3 separate regions of the Mus musculus genome follow, and all the other regions are linked to region 3. Evidence: chromatin contacts called from public HiChIP or PLAC-seq and promoter capture Hi-C data. All regions are on one chromosome and are shown on one strand. The core of a region is the stretch at or near the end of the contact, and the rest is flanking DNA. Distances in the headings are between cores, read along the strand shown. Region 1 holds the start of Cpne7 (copine VII). Region 2 holds the start of Dbndd1 (dysbindin (dystrobrevin binding protein 1) domain containing 1). Region 3 holds the start of Spire2 (spire type actin nucleation factor 2).

What was found. HiChIP or PLAC-seq counts read pairs in DNA pulled down with a chosen protein or histone mark. Capture Hi-C pulls out chosen DNA fragments and counts their contacts.
Region 1: a promoter capture Hi-C map of adipose tissue shows a contact between it and region 3. The contact joins the promoter of Cpne7 here to the promoter of Spire2 in region 3. A contact is called at or near these places in 4 of 115 datasets of contacts at active chromatin or transcription factors (bone marrow-derived macrophages, embryonic stem cells, microglia and 1 more) and 3 of 9 other capture datasets (adipose tissue, liver and pancreatic islet).
Region 2: a contact with region 3 is called in an H3K4me3 HiChIP or PLAC-seq map of embryonic stem cells, with 15 read pairs. The contact joins the promoter of Dbndd1 here to the promoter of Spire2 in region 3. A contact is called at or near these places in 11 of 39 promoter capture datasets (3T3-L1-derived adipocytes, the C10 cell line, the HPC-7 cell line and 6 more), 2 of 484 Hi-C or Micro-C datasets (the HL-1 cell line and embryonic stem cells), 14 of 115 datasets of contacts at active chromatin or transcription factors (the 230-238 cell line, the SCID.adh cell line, bone marrow-derived macrophages and 4 more) and 4 of 9 other capture datasets (adipose tissue, embryonic stem cells, liver and 1 more).

The regions. Positions count from the first base shown.
Region 1 is chr8:123,116,119-123,119,714 of GRCm38.p6, forward strand. It overlaps Cpne7 (copine VII), which reads left to right and starts at 1,256. Exons shown (of 15, transcript NM_170684.2): 1 at 1,256-1,546; 2 at 3,501-3,596. The coding sequence starts at 1,379.
Region 2 is chr8:123,513,959-123,517,379 of GRCm38.p6, forward strand. It overlaps Dbndd1 (dysbindin (dystrobrevin binding protein 1) domain containing 1), which reads right to left and starts at 1,497. Exons shown (of 4, transcript NM_028146.4): 1 at 1,275-1,497. The coding sequence starts at 1,407.
Region 3 is chr8:123,331,215-123,334,921 of GRCm38.p6, forward strand. It overlaps Spire2 (spire type actin nucleation factor 2), which reads left to right and starts at 1,499. Exons shown (of 15, transcript NM_172287.2): 1 at 1,499-1,806. The coding sequence starts at 1,551.

The DNA.
Region 1 (3,596 bases), core at 6-2,505, 220 kb before region 3:
ATGAGTCCTTGTGAACAGAAAGCCACAACTACAACCCCACAAGCAACAGTGAGCTACAGATGGGTTCTCCCAACCCTACAGGACTGAGAGACCCAGAGCTACCCAGGCTGGACTTAGCAGAGGGAAGGGCCCTGACTGGGGCCAGCTTTGGAGGAGGATGGTTCAGAACAGCTGGGGAAGCAGGATGGTGATAGGTGAGCCTCAGGAAATGGAGATTAGATGCTGCAGCCCATAAGCAGAAGCGTGGCTAATGGGAGGGATATGTCCCTGGTCCAAGCTGGCGGAGGAGGTGTTGTCCCCACAATACCCTTTGAGTTTACCACTTCATCGAAAGCTACGCTACCTCCCACACTCTCCTCCCACCGTCTTGTATATCCCTGTCTTGGTGTTAACACCATTTTGACCCCAGACTCTTCAGGAGTCTTGTTTGTTGATGCTGAACACACCACATCTCGCAACGCCCCCACAGGCATATACATCCCGCTCTATACTCCGGATCTCTCGCCCCCTTCACCTCAATCCCCGCCCCAGCCGTGGCTTTGGGTCCGGTTTCTGCCCTATATTTAGGCAGAAATTGGCAAAGAGAATGGGCTGAGGGTGATTGCTGTCGGAGCCAACACCTCCTCTTCCGAGTGCCTTTCTCTGGGAAGGAGAGGGATGGTACAAGAGGGAGGGGGTAACGAAGCCTCGCTTCCACCTGGGGGAATGGTTGTGGACAAGCCCGGTAAGAGTGGCCGGGAGAGAACGCTCCTAGTCCCTCTCTGACCCTCAGCCATAGACCAGAGATCGATGACGAAACTCTTCTTGCCTGCCCCTGGCCTACAAATTCTGAGAAACAGGGACACCCTTCCTGCAGCCAGTGAGCGCCGGTCGAACAGTGAGAGCCCATTAACTTGATCATTGGTTTAGGTGACAATCCCAAAAGGGACATGGGCTTTGGTGTGACTCTGGGGTGGCTAGTGCCTCTCTCGGAGGCTGTCTGGACGAAGCAAACCCGATGCCTAGGTTCGATCAGTGCGGAGCCTCCAGAACCGATGGACTCTATAAAGAGACCACAATCCCATAGCCTGCGTGCAACCCAGACCCTATCTCTCCGCTCCAGTGAGGGGATCGAAACCCCTCTTCAAGGGGCGGCTCTCCGGGCTATCTGCTCCCTTCCAGGTCCCTGTGGTTTTCTCCGGTGGCCCCACCCAGGCCCCGCCCCTTCGCGGTCCCCTCCATCCCTTCCCCGCTGCATCGCCGCCCTACAGCCCCCGCTCTGTGGCGGCCGCCCGAGACACGTGTGCCCGCGCCCGGCGGGCGTGCGGGGAAGCGCGGCCACGCCTGGTCCGGCCACCATTTCTCCGGCGCCCACCGGTTCGAGTGCGGAGCCTGAAGCATGAGCGGCGACTCGGAGCGCGCGGTGGCCCCGGGGGTGGTGCCTGCACCCTGCGCCTCGAAGGTGGAGCTGCGGCTGAGCTGCCGGCACCTGCTGGACCGGGACCCATTGACCAAGTCCGACCCCAGCGTGGTGCTGCTGCAGCAGGCACAGGGCCAGTGGCTACAGGTAGGGCGGCCAATGACCGGGAGCTGGGTACCTGAAGACCTAAGTGTGAGTTGAGATTTGGGGTGCTGGCAAGGGTGTTCTGAAACTGGGGCTGCCGGGGCAAAAGAGGAGGTGTCCACCTGCTGCGAGGAAGGGCATAGCAACGGGAGCAGCGGCAGAAAGGAACCTCGGTGGAAAAGTGCTTAGAAGTACAGCCGAGGGTCTCAGCCTGGGATTGTCGAGCAAGAGTGAAGCGCCCAGGCTAGACTAAGGAGCGCAGGAGGGAGTGCAGCTCAGGAGTGGGGACGCTGCCTGAGGCAGGTATAGGGACTGTCTAAGGTCACAGGGTCCCACCTTTATTGGCTGCAGCAGCCATGAGCTTCTCGCCAGTGAAAGCAGCGTCAGTGATGTTAGGGCTGCGAGCTAGACATGCTGGTTGGGTAGAATGGAGCTGGCCCCGGGCGGCACAGGGACTCCATCGCTCAGATTTAAGACGCCCTGGTTAGAGGACTCTCCACCCTACAACCTGTCTCCTCACTGCGATTTAGGAGAAATCACAAATTGCGTGCGTGCGTGTGGCTACGGTTGAGGACTGAAAGCCCCTCCCCGCTCCTTAATGCCCCCTGCCGACCCAGATCTGAGTACCTGTTTCCAGCATGGGGTTTTTCCACTGGCCACCCATAAACCCGGGGTAGCCAGGGTCTTCAGAAAGTGGGCTTCCCCGTAGTCACCAGCTCCCATTAGCCCCCAGAAGGGTACTGCCCCTGTTCTGGGGTAGTGTCAGGGTTCTGCCCATGTTCTGGGCTGCTGTTTTATATAGCCCGTGTTGTAGTGTGTATAAACCACTTTCTCAGTTGCCAACTCCCATGGGACTGGCTTTGTCTCAAGAGTGGGAAACAGGGGCACACCTTAGTTGGAAGGCCTGACAGGCATAAAAGACTTGAACCTGAGTCTCTACTCAAGCAGGAGTGTCCCCCCTTCCCCCAACAGCAGCTCTGAGCCACCACTTGGCTGTGGCAGTCATATGCAGGAAACATGGGAGGAGAGCCAGGAAAGAGGTATCAGATAGACTATGTGACTATCGTAGGGTAGCCAGGGCACCGTGAATGTGCAGGGGATCCAGAGAGTGAAGGGGAGAATGTATCCCGGGGACCCACATAAAACCAACTCTGCATCTCAGCATACTCCTTAGGCTCTGGGTCTGAGAAGTCTTGTGGTTCGCTGCCCTAGAAGATAAAGAACATACCCAAAAGCATTTTGGTGGTCACGCCCCTAGAAGGTATTAAGGGGTTGCTCTGCAGCTGTCTGTTTAAGGACCATCTTGTGACCCAGGTCCTCTCATAGCATTGCCTGGCTTGATTGCTGCCTGGTACATACATTTCTGGGAAGGGCCCAGGCAGACCCTTGTCTTACATGCAGGAGCTTCCATGCTGAGAGGACGTGGTAGTCTATTAGCTAAGGTTTGTCAGTGGTGTATGTTCTGAAGGAAGGAGCTGAACTCGGTGGGAGGGACTGGTGAACCCTCTGGCAGGGAAATCCCTTTGCCACTCATCTGAGTGCTGGGGAAAATGTCTCCACATTAGACTTGCCTTGCCCAGGACTAGAATCTGATATTGTTCCTGACATCTTGGTCCTTAGGCAGGACCCTGCTGGTCCCTGAGCCTCAGTGTTACCATCTATAATGTGGAGATAGGAAGGCGGTGGTGGGCACAAGATGAGAGAATACAGAGAATCTGCAGCCTGTGGCTGGCTAGGGGAAGGGTGTGCTTTTATCCCAGGCATGCAAGTATCGCTGGTGTACAATACGACCCTTCTGGGCAAGCAGCCCTATGTATGCAGGTGGGAACTGGGTCCCATGGATGGAAAACAGGCTTGGAATGGTACGGGTGAGTGGGAGGGGGATGGCAGGAACCCAGACAAATCTGTAGGGAGGTCCCACCTGTGGGGATGGCTCATAAGACGGGGCTTGTTGCAGGTGGACAGAACAGAGGTGGTGAAGAGCAGCCTGCATCCTGTGTTCTCCAAGGTCTTCACTGTCGACTACTACTTCGAGGGGGTGCAGAAGCTACGG
Region 2 (3,421 bases), core at 247-2,746, 180 kb after region 3:
CCTATACAAGGGGGCTGCCTGTATTGACAGCCATGCTAACGGAGGCTCAGGGGCACAGGCAAGTTTCCAACATCGCACAGCTCAAAAAATAACTCTGAGCTCTACAAGCCAAGTCCTTGCTCTCCAAACCATCTACCTTCTGGTACCCACGGAGCTGGTGCTGGGAAGACCCAGGGTCTGGGGACTGTCAATAGCAAGAACGCTGGTCTCCCATAAAAACAAAACAAAGCACAACCAATCCCACTGGCTGGAAAGTGTCTGGCGCTTAGGCAGATAAGGGTTTTCAAGCAGGACACTGCTCCCCGCCTGTAGACATAGGAGCCGCTTGGGGACAGCTCCCACGGGCAACCCTTTGGACTTCAGAAGAAGCCATCGTGTGGCTGGGTTGCAGGCGGAATGGCAAGCTGGCCAAATCCTCAGACACTTGGTGTTTCCTTGGGATGGGATCTTCAGGAAATCCTAGAGGTGTTGGGTATGGCTAAGCAAGTGATGGATTGTTCAGATTACATCCAAGTTCCCACAGCGATGGATCCCTGAAAAGCTTTCTGGAAAGCTGAGACGCAGGGTGGGTGATTTTTAAGAGTTTTCTCTCTATTATCAGCCACCCGCCTGTGGGCACGCTCCAAGGAGGGCAGACCCTGCGGTAAGATGTTAACCTCAAGGGTCTTCAGCTGCTGGGAGAGGCCGAGGAAGGAGCACACCATTCACACCTTCCCTTCCAAATATATGGCAGCTGGGCAGCTCGGAGGCCGCTGCCCTGCAGCACCAAGAGCTCGGGTGCATGCGCCATGACCTCACAAAAACCCCAGCTCAGTCGGGAGCCCCAGACCCCCTTCCGCCTCTTGTCATTCCTCCTGGTATCGCGGCTGGGGCGAACAAAGCCTACGCGTGAACAAGCGGGTAGCATCGCCCCTACGAATCCCCTCTCCAGATCCCTAACTCCGGCCCCTACACGCCCCTCCCCCGCTCCCAGGCTCGGCTGGCAGGGGGCTCAGGACGCAACCCCTGGTCACCTCCTTGGAGGGCAGTCCGCAAGCCTTCCGGAGCCCGGAGCTCGCATATCAGGGAAAGAGACGCAGTCTGTGTTTGCCGAGCCGGATACCCGCACGTTTCCAAGGATCTGGCCCGGCCCCCTCCTCCGCCCCTAGCTCTGAGTCGGACGGGCGGGCTCAGAAGGCATCAGCGGGTCTCCAGGCCCCGGGAGTAGCTGGCTAGTGGGCAGAGGGAGGGGCTGCGGTTTGTTGTTGGGTTCTGGGGGCCGGGGTCGGACTCACCTCCCGGACCAGCGCCCTCGGGAGACTCCATGCGGCCAATGGGGTCCGCGGGGGGTGTGGGCAGCGGCGGCGACAGCCCGGGTGCCCCAACTGCTCTGGTGACTACTGAGTCCGGGCTTCGGGCACAGCGCATCGGGGCAGCAGCTAAGGGGCCGCGGTGGCGGGGAGGAGCCCGCGGGGCGGGGCGCGCAGCTGCTTCTGGCGCCGCTCCCCTCCCCATCTCCAGCAGCCAGCAGCACAGGTGCAGCCCCGCCCTGCTCCTCGCGCGCCCCCTGCCGACCCGGCCAACAACAACCCCCCCCCATCCCACTCCCACCCCCCCACCCCCACCCCCACCCACCCTTCTGCAGGGACGTAGCCCTTTGCGGACCTCCGACTTCAGCTAGCTTCCCTGGCTCCTGCGCACTGAGCTGCGCGCTGGCTGCGGTCCATCTATCCATCACAACCTCGGGCTTTTGTGGGGCGCCAGCGACATGAGGAGCCTGGCAAAAGAGTTAGGAGAGGAGGTGCCACAAGAAGGGCCAAAGCAGCCCCAGAACCCTCAACTGATAAGCCTGGAATTGTGGACCTGATTAATGCTATTGAATCCATATTGAGAGTACAAGTCCGGGAGGAGTGGGGGGTGACCTGGTAAAAAGAAGGCCTTGGATGTATTGATAACCCACAGCTGGAGTCCCATCTCCAAACGCCAGTCCTGCATCAGACCTGCTTGCATGGCACAGTGTGCCATTTAATTTTACGTCGACTTAACACAGCTGAAGTTATCTGAGAGGCGGGAACCCCAATTAAGAAAACGCCTCCATAATGTTCCGCCGTAAGGCATTTTCTTAATTATTGATGTGGGAGGGCCAGGCCACTGTGGGTAGCGCTATTTCTGAGCTGGTAGTCCTGGGTTCTATAAGAAAGCAGGCTAAGGCCAGGCTAAGGCTAGGCCTTGGTACCACAGACCTTTAATTATCCCAGGGCTGAGGCAGAGAGGCAGAGGCAGGCGGCTCTTTGAAAACAGCTTGAGCAAGTCGTGAGGAGGAAGCCAGTAAGCAGCTCCTCCTCGGCCTGGGCGGCAGTTCTTGCCTCCAGCCTCCTGGCCTGCTTTCCCTTCTGGCCCTGACTGCTTTTGTCGACGAACAACGGTGTGGAAGTGTAAGCCGAGTATGTATTTCTCCCCAAGTTGTTTCGGTCGTGGTGTTTCCTCACAGAAATTGTAACCCTAACTAAGATACACAGTATCTCTTTACTCCTAGAGATCTAAAGATGCCCGGCACAGAGACCGACAGACAGCAACTTTCTCCAGGTTGCACAATTCAGGGTTAGAAGTCAGAAGGCCCAATCTAAAATCCATTTACACTTTTACAAAAAAACAAAAACAAAACAACAAAGGAAATTATCAGAGAAGATGAGTTATTCATAACTGAACAGGCTGAGGGGAATTTGAGTGGATGAAATAAGTTGGTACTGCCTTGGGCAGAATGGATGGCTAGGACAGTAGCCAAAAAGCTTCATTGAATCAAGTAGGGTCTGAGTCAAAGCTCTGGCTTTCTGCCCAGCTCTAGTGGACACAAGGTAGCCTGTGGCCTTTAAGCTTGAAGGCCGATTTCAGAAAGTTAAATAGTTCTTAGTTTACAAAACAAGGGAACATCCCCACCAGCTGGCTAAAGCCCTCTGAAACCCCACCAGGCCTGGCTGAGTCAGTGCTCGGTCCTTGGTCATTCCTTTCCTCCCTGGGACAAAACCAGGGTTATAAGGTTAGCTTAGGGGGAGGGGGAGGGCTGGAGAGATGGCTCAGCGGTTAAGAGCACTAAGTTCAAATCCCAGCAACCACATGGTGGCTCACAACCATCCCTAATGAGATCTGATGCCTTCTTCTGGGGTGTCTGAAGACAGCTACAGTGTACTTAAAATAAATAAATCTTAAAAAAAAAAAAAAGAAAAAGAGGGTTGGGCATAGGCCACTATTAGGTACCTGGGACATTAGCAGGCTGTGCTTTCCAAAATAGTAAAGCAGTTAAAATGTCAGGGAGCCAATCATGGTGCTACACACCTGTCCCAAATGCTTCACAGGTGGAGGCAGGAGGAGCAGTTCATGTTCATCTCTGATCTTGCTGATGGTCTGGCTTTGAGGTCAGCCTTGGCTACATGGACTCCGCCTC
Region 3 (3,707 bases), core at 249-2,748:
TTTCCCTTCCCCTCTCTCCACGTGGTCATAGCCAGCCTCTACTTCTCTACTCTCTCCCTCTCTCTGCCTTTCTACAATAAACACCTTAAAACCATTAAAAGAAAGAAAGAAAGAAAGAAAGAAAGAAAGAGGAGAAGAGAAGAAAAGAAAAAAGAGAAAAAAGGGGAAAGAAAAGAAAAGAAAAGAAAAGAAAAAGAAACACAGAAACCATTCTATGAGCCGGCCAACCAGAAACACCCTGGCCTCATCAGTGGGCGCTGTCAGCACACACTTGGTACTGTGTGACTCAGACTTTCCTTAAACTACTTGGATACAGGCTCTCATTCCTAACATAAGCAAGGAATGAGTTTCCTTGTGGGAGGTTCCTACTGTTCCTTCCCTACTGAGGTAGCCCTTGAAGTTTCTGAGGATTAGGGAAGAAGAGCCAGAGTTCCAGGTTGTCTGCACAATGTATCCTGAGCAGAGAGAACCTTCCCTTTCATTTCCTCTTCTCCAGTGTCCTTTGGTTCCGCTTAAATCTGTTGTGTCTCATAAGCTTGAGAACTGGTTGAAGGATGTCACACTCGCCCAGATATTGATTATAAACACTTTCAGGCAAAATTCATTTGTATCCTTTCTTTCCAATTGAAGACTAAGAATCCAGAGGAGATTGTCAGCCAGCCCTACACCAAGTCTCTCTCTTACAATTATGTCCCAGCCTTGTGCTTCCTAGGCGATAGTTCTACCGCAAAGCAAAGCCCGAGACCAACTGCCTTGTTATCATTTATCTCCCAGCTGTGTCTTCTCGCTCTGTTCTTCTCAACCGTCGTAAAGATGGCTGAAACTACTTTCAACAAAGCTGTGTGCTGTGCTTAGCTTGTTAACACTTTTGATGTGCCTTGGAATGAAGGCAACACACTCTGAGAATGAGGTGTTGTGTTAGCTCGGTCACATTGTTTGTCACTAAGACACTAAGGGTTTGAAGCTGATCCTTTCGAGCAGAAAAAAAGGACCATTTATGAAGTACTTCATCCCTGAAGGCTTGCATCATCTTTGAGCCAATCACACTATAGCGACCTCCTAAGGTCCAGGCCTTCCACAAAGACCATCACAGGCACTGTCTGCTTTAAAGAGCCAGAGCCAAGGGAGCGCGTGTACGTGTGCCTCTGTGTGTGTGTGTGTGTGTGTTCGTGTGCAAGGTCCCCATCATGCTTAACCCCACCCCTCTTCAGTCAGCTTTTCCTCCTCGCACCCCCAACCGGTTTCTAACAAACCTTAGTCCTCTCTTGTCCTGCACCCTCCCTCTCCGGCTGCCCCTCCTAGCTCTGCCCCTCCCCCTGGCTCGCCCCTCCCTACCGGTCTTCCCTTCCCTCCCCGCCCGGCCCCGCCTCTTTGACCATTAGCCTCCTCCTCCTCCATCAGCCCCCGCCCTCACCTGCATCTGCCCGCGAGGGGCGGGGCCGGAATGACAAAGCACACGGGCGGCGCGGGACCCGCCCCCTCGCTCGGCGGTGCGTCGCCCCGCTGTTATGGAGACCCGCCGCGCGCGCGGGCGGCGATGATGGGCGGCCATGGCCCGGGCGGGCGGCGGCGGCGCAGCAGCTCCCGAACGCGCGGGGGGCGCGGCGCGGCCCGAGCCGTGGGAGCTGTCCCTGGAGGAAGTGCTGAAGGTGTACGAGCAGCCCATCAACGAGGAGCAGGCCTGGGCGGTGTGCTTCCAGGGCTGCCGCGGGCTGCGGGGCGAGCCGGGCGGCGTGCGGCGCATCCGGGACACGGCAGACATCCTCCTGCGTAGGGACGGTTCGGTTGGCGCGCGGCTGGAGCCCGGTAAGGCGCACCGGAGTGGGTGGGGGTGTGGCCGGCGCGGCGGGCGAGCGGGCGGCCGCTGAGGGCACCCCGGTGCCAAGTGACGGGGCCTCGACCTTTCTCACATCAGCGCCCAGATAGCGCTCTACCGGACCGGGAAGGCCCCACCCTGCCCTCTGGATCTGGGACTCCTTGTCTTCCCTTCGACCTAGGAGAACCCCACAATCACACACACACACACACACACACACACACACGCAGTCTGGGATAACCCTACCAACAGCCCACTATCACACACACACACACACACACACACACACACACACACGCAGTCTGGGATAACCCTACCAACAGCCCATCGTTCTTGATGAGAAGCGGCCGGTTGGCTGCTCGCGCCCAGGGACGCTTTCCCCAGGGGAGAGTGGCTTTGGTTAAAAGCCGGAGTATCTTACGGTCAAGTCCTGAATTTCGGAAGCCTCTCCTTTAGTCAGTTCCCTTTAAGATGGTTTGGGGGAGTCTGCAGTCCTCTGGCCTTGCTCTGGCAGGGCCTGTGGGTGTTCCCGTGAAACTGGTACTCCCCTCTGGCGACACTGCAGACCTTGAGGCTACTTAGAGATGTGTGCCTTTTTCTAGGGGTAGGGAGAGCAGGAGTAATGTGCCTTGTTCTGAGTCTGTACTGAATTAATACTAATTTTTTGAGTTTAATTGTAAATGTAAGCAGAGTGTATAACCTGTGATTTAAAAAAAAAACCAAAACTTAAACAGTGAGAACCAACAATTGAGCTTTTGAAAGATTATTGTAGTCTATTCAGAGCGTTGAGTTCAGGCTCCTGTCTACTGTTCCGCCTCACTTTCCCCCTGGAGAACTGTAGTTCTAGTATGGGGCATACAGTGATAGTACCCCAAAAGTTGATACCCGGTTGGGAGCACAAAGGCAGGCTGTGTGTTTGCTGAGGGAAGGCTGGCCTCCCTCCAACCCCGAGAGCTGTGGGCTTGCAGAAATTCTCTCAGGCAGGCATCTGCGGGGGACTAGGAATGATAAGCAAGGCCAAAGAGAAGCAAAGGACAACAGCTGCCTCTGGAGCAGGAAGGGCCCATTGTGCGCACAGAGGAGCCGCCACCGTGGCTTTCCCAGGCTTCTCAGCCTATACCCATTTCCTCCCTCCCTCCACACCCCTGCCTGACACTTCCAAGCTGTTAAATTTTGCACAAAAGCCCCGATATATTGCACAGGGAAATAATAAACACAACACCCAGGTAGGCTGAGGTTTAACCTTGGCCAGTGCGCTCAGAAAGTGGCATGATTTGCATAAACCCTGCTGGGCTCCCTCTTCCAAGGCTGGCCTGAAGGGGCAGGTGCACCACCATCAACTCTTCACAGCCTTAACACTCCTGTGGCTCTGGCCGCCTCACAAGGCTATTCCTGGGCCCACCCCATTGCTTACCATAGAGAATATAACCCGGGATCTGGTTCCCAGCACTGCAGAGCAACACAGGATTGCAGGCAGCCTGCTTGGTCTGGCCTGTGATGTTTGGGACAAGAAAACTGAGGCTTAGGGTTGTAAGTGGCTTGCCACTGTAACGGTAGTGGGCTGCACTGTGAACAAACCCAGCTTAGCTCCCTGCTGGGTTTCTCTGGGAACATCAAAAAGGACACTCAACAGCCTAGCTCTCCACCCCCTAGAGTTGTACTGCCTTTTTGTTCTCAGACCAGTAGCAATTCCTGCTGGGTCAAAGTTCAGAGAAAGCACTCTATGTTGACCTTTGGGGAGAGGAACCTGTCTGTGGCAGGCACCAACTTCACTTTCTATCCACTGTTATCTTTGAATAACTATTGAATAACTCTGAATGTCTGTTGGTAAGCATACCCCATGAAGGCATATGAGCGTTTTAACTTGTTTGGGGGTTTGGTTGATTGGTTG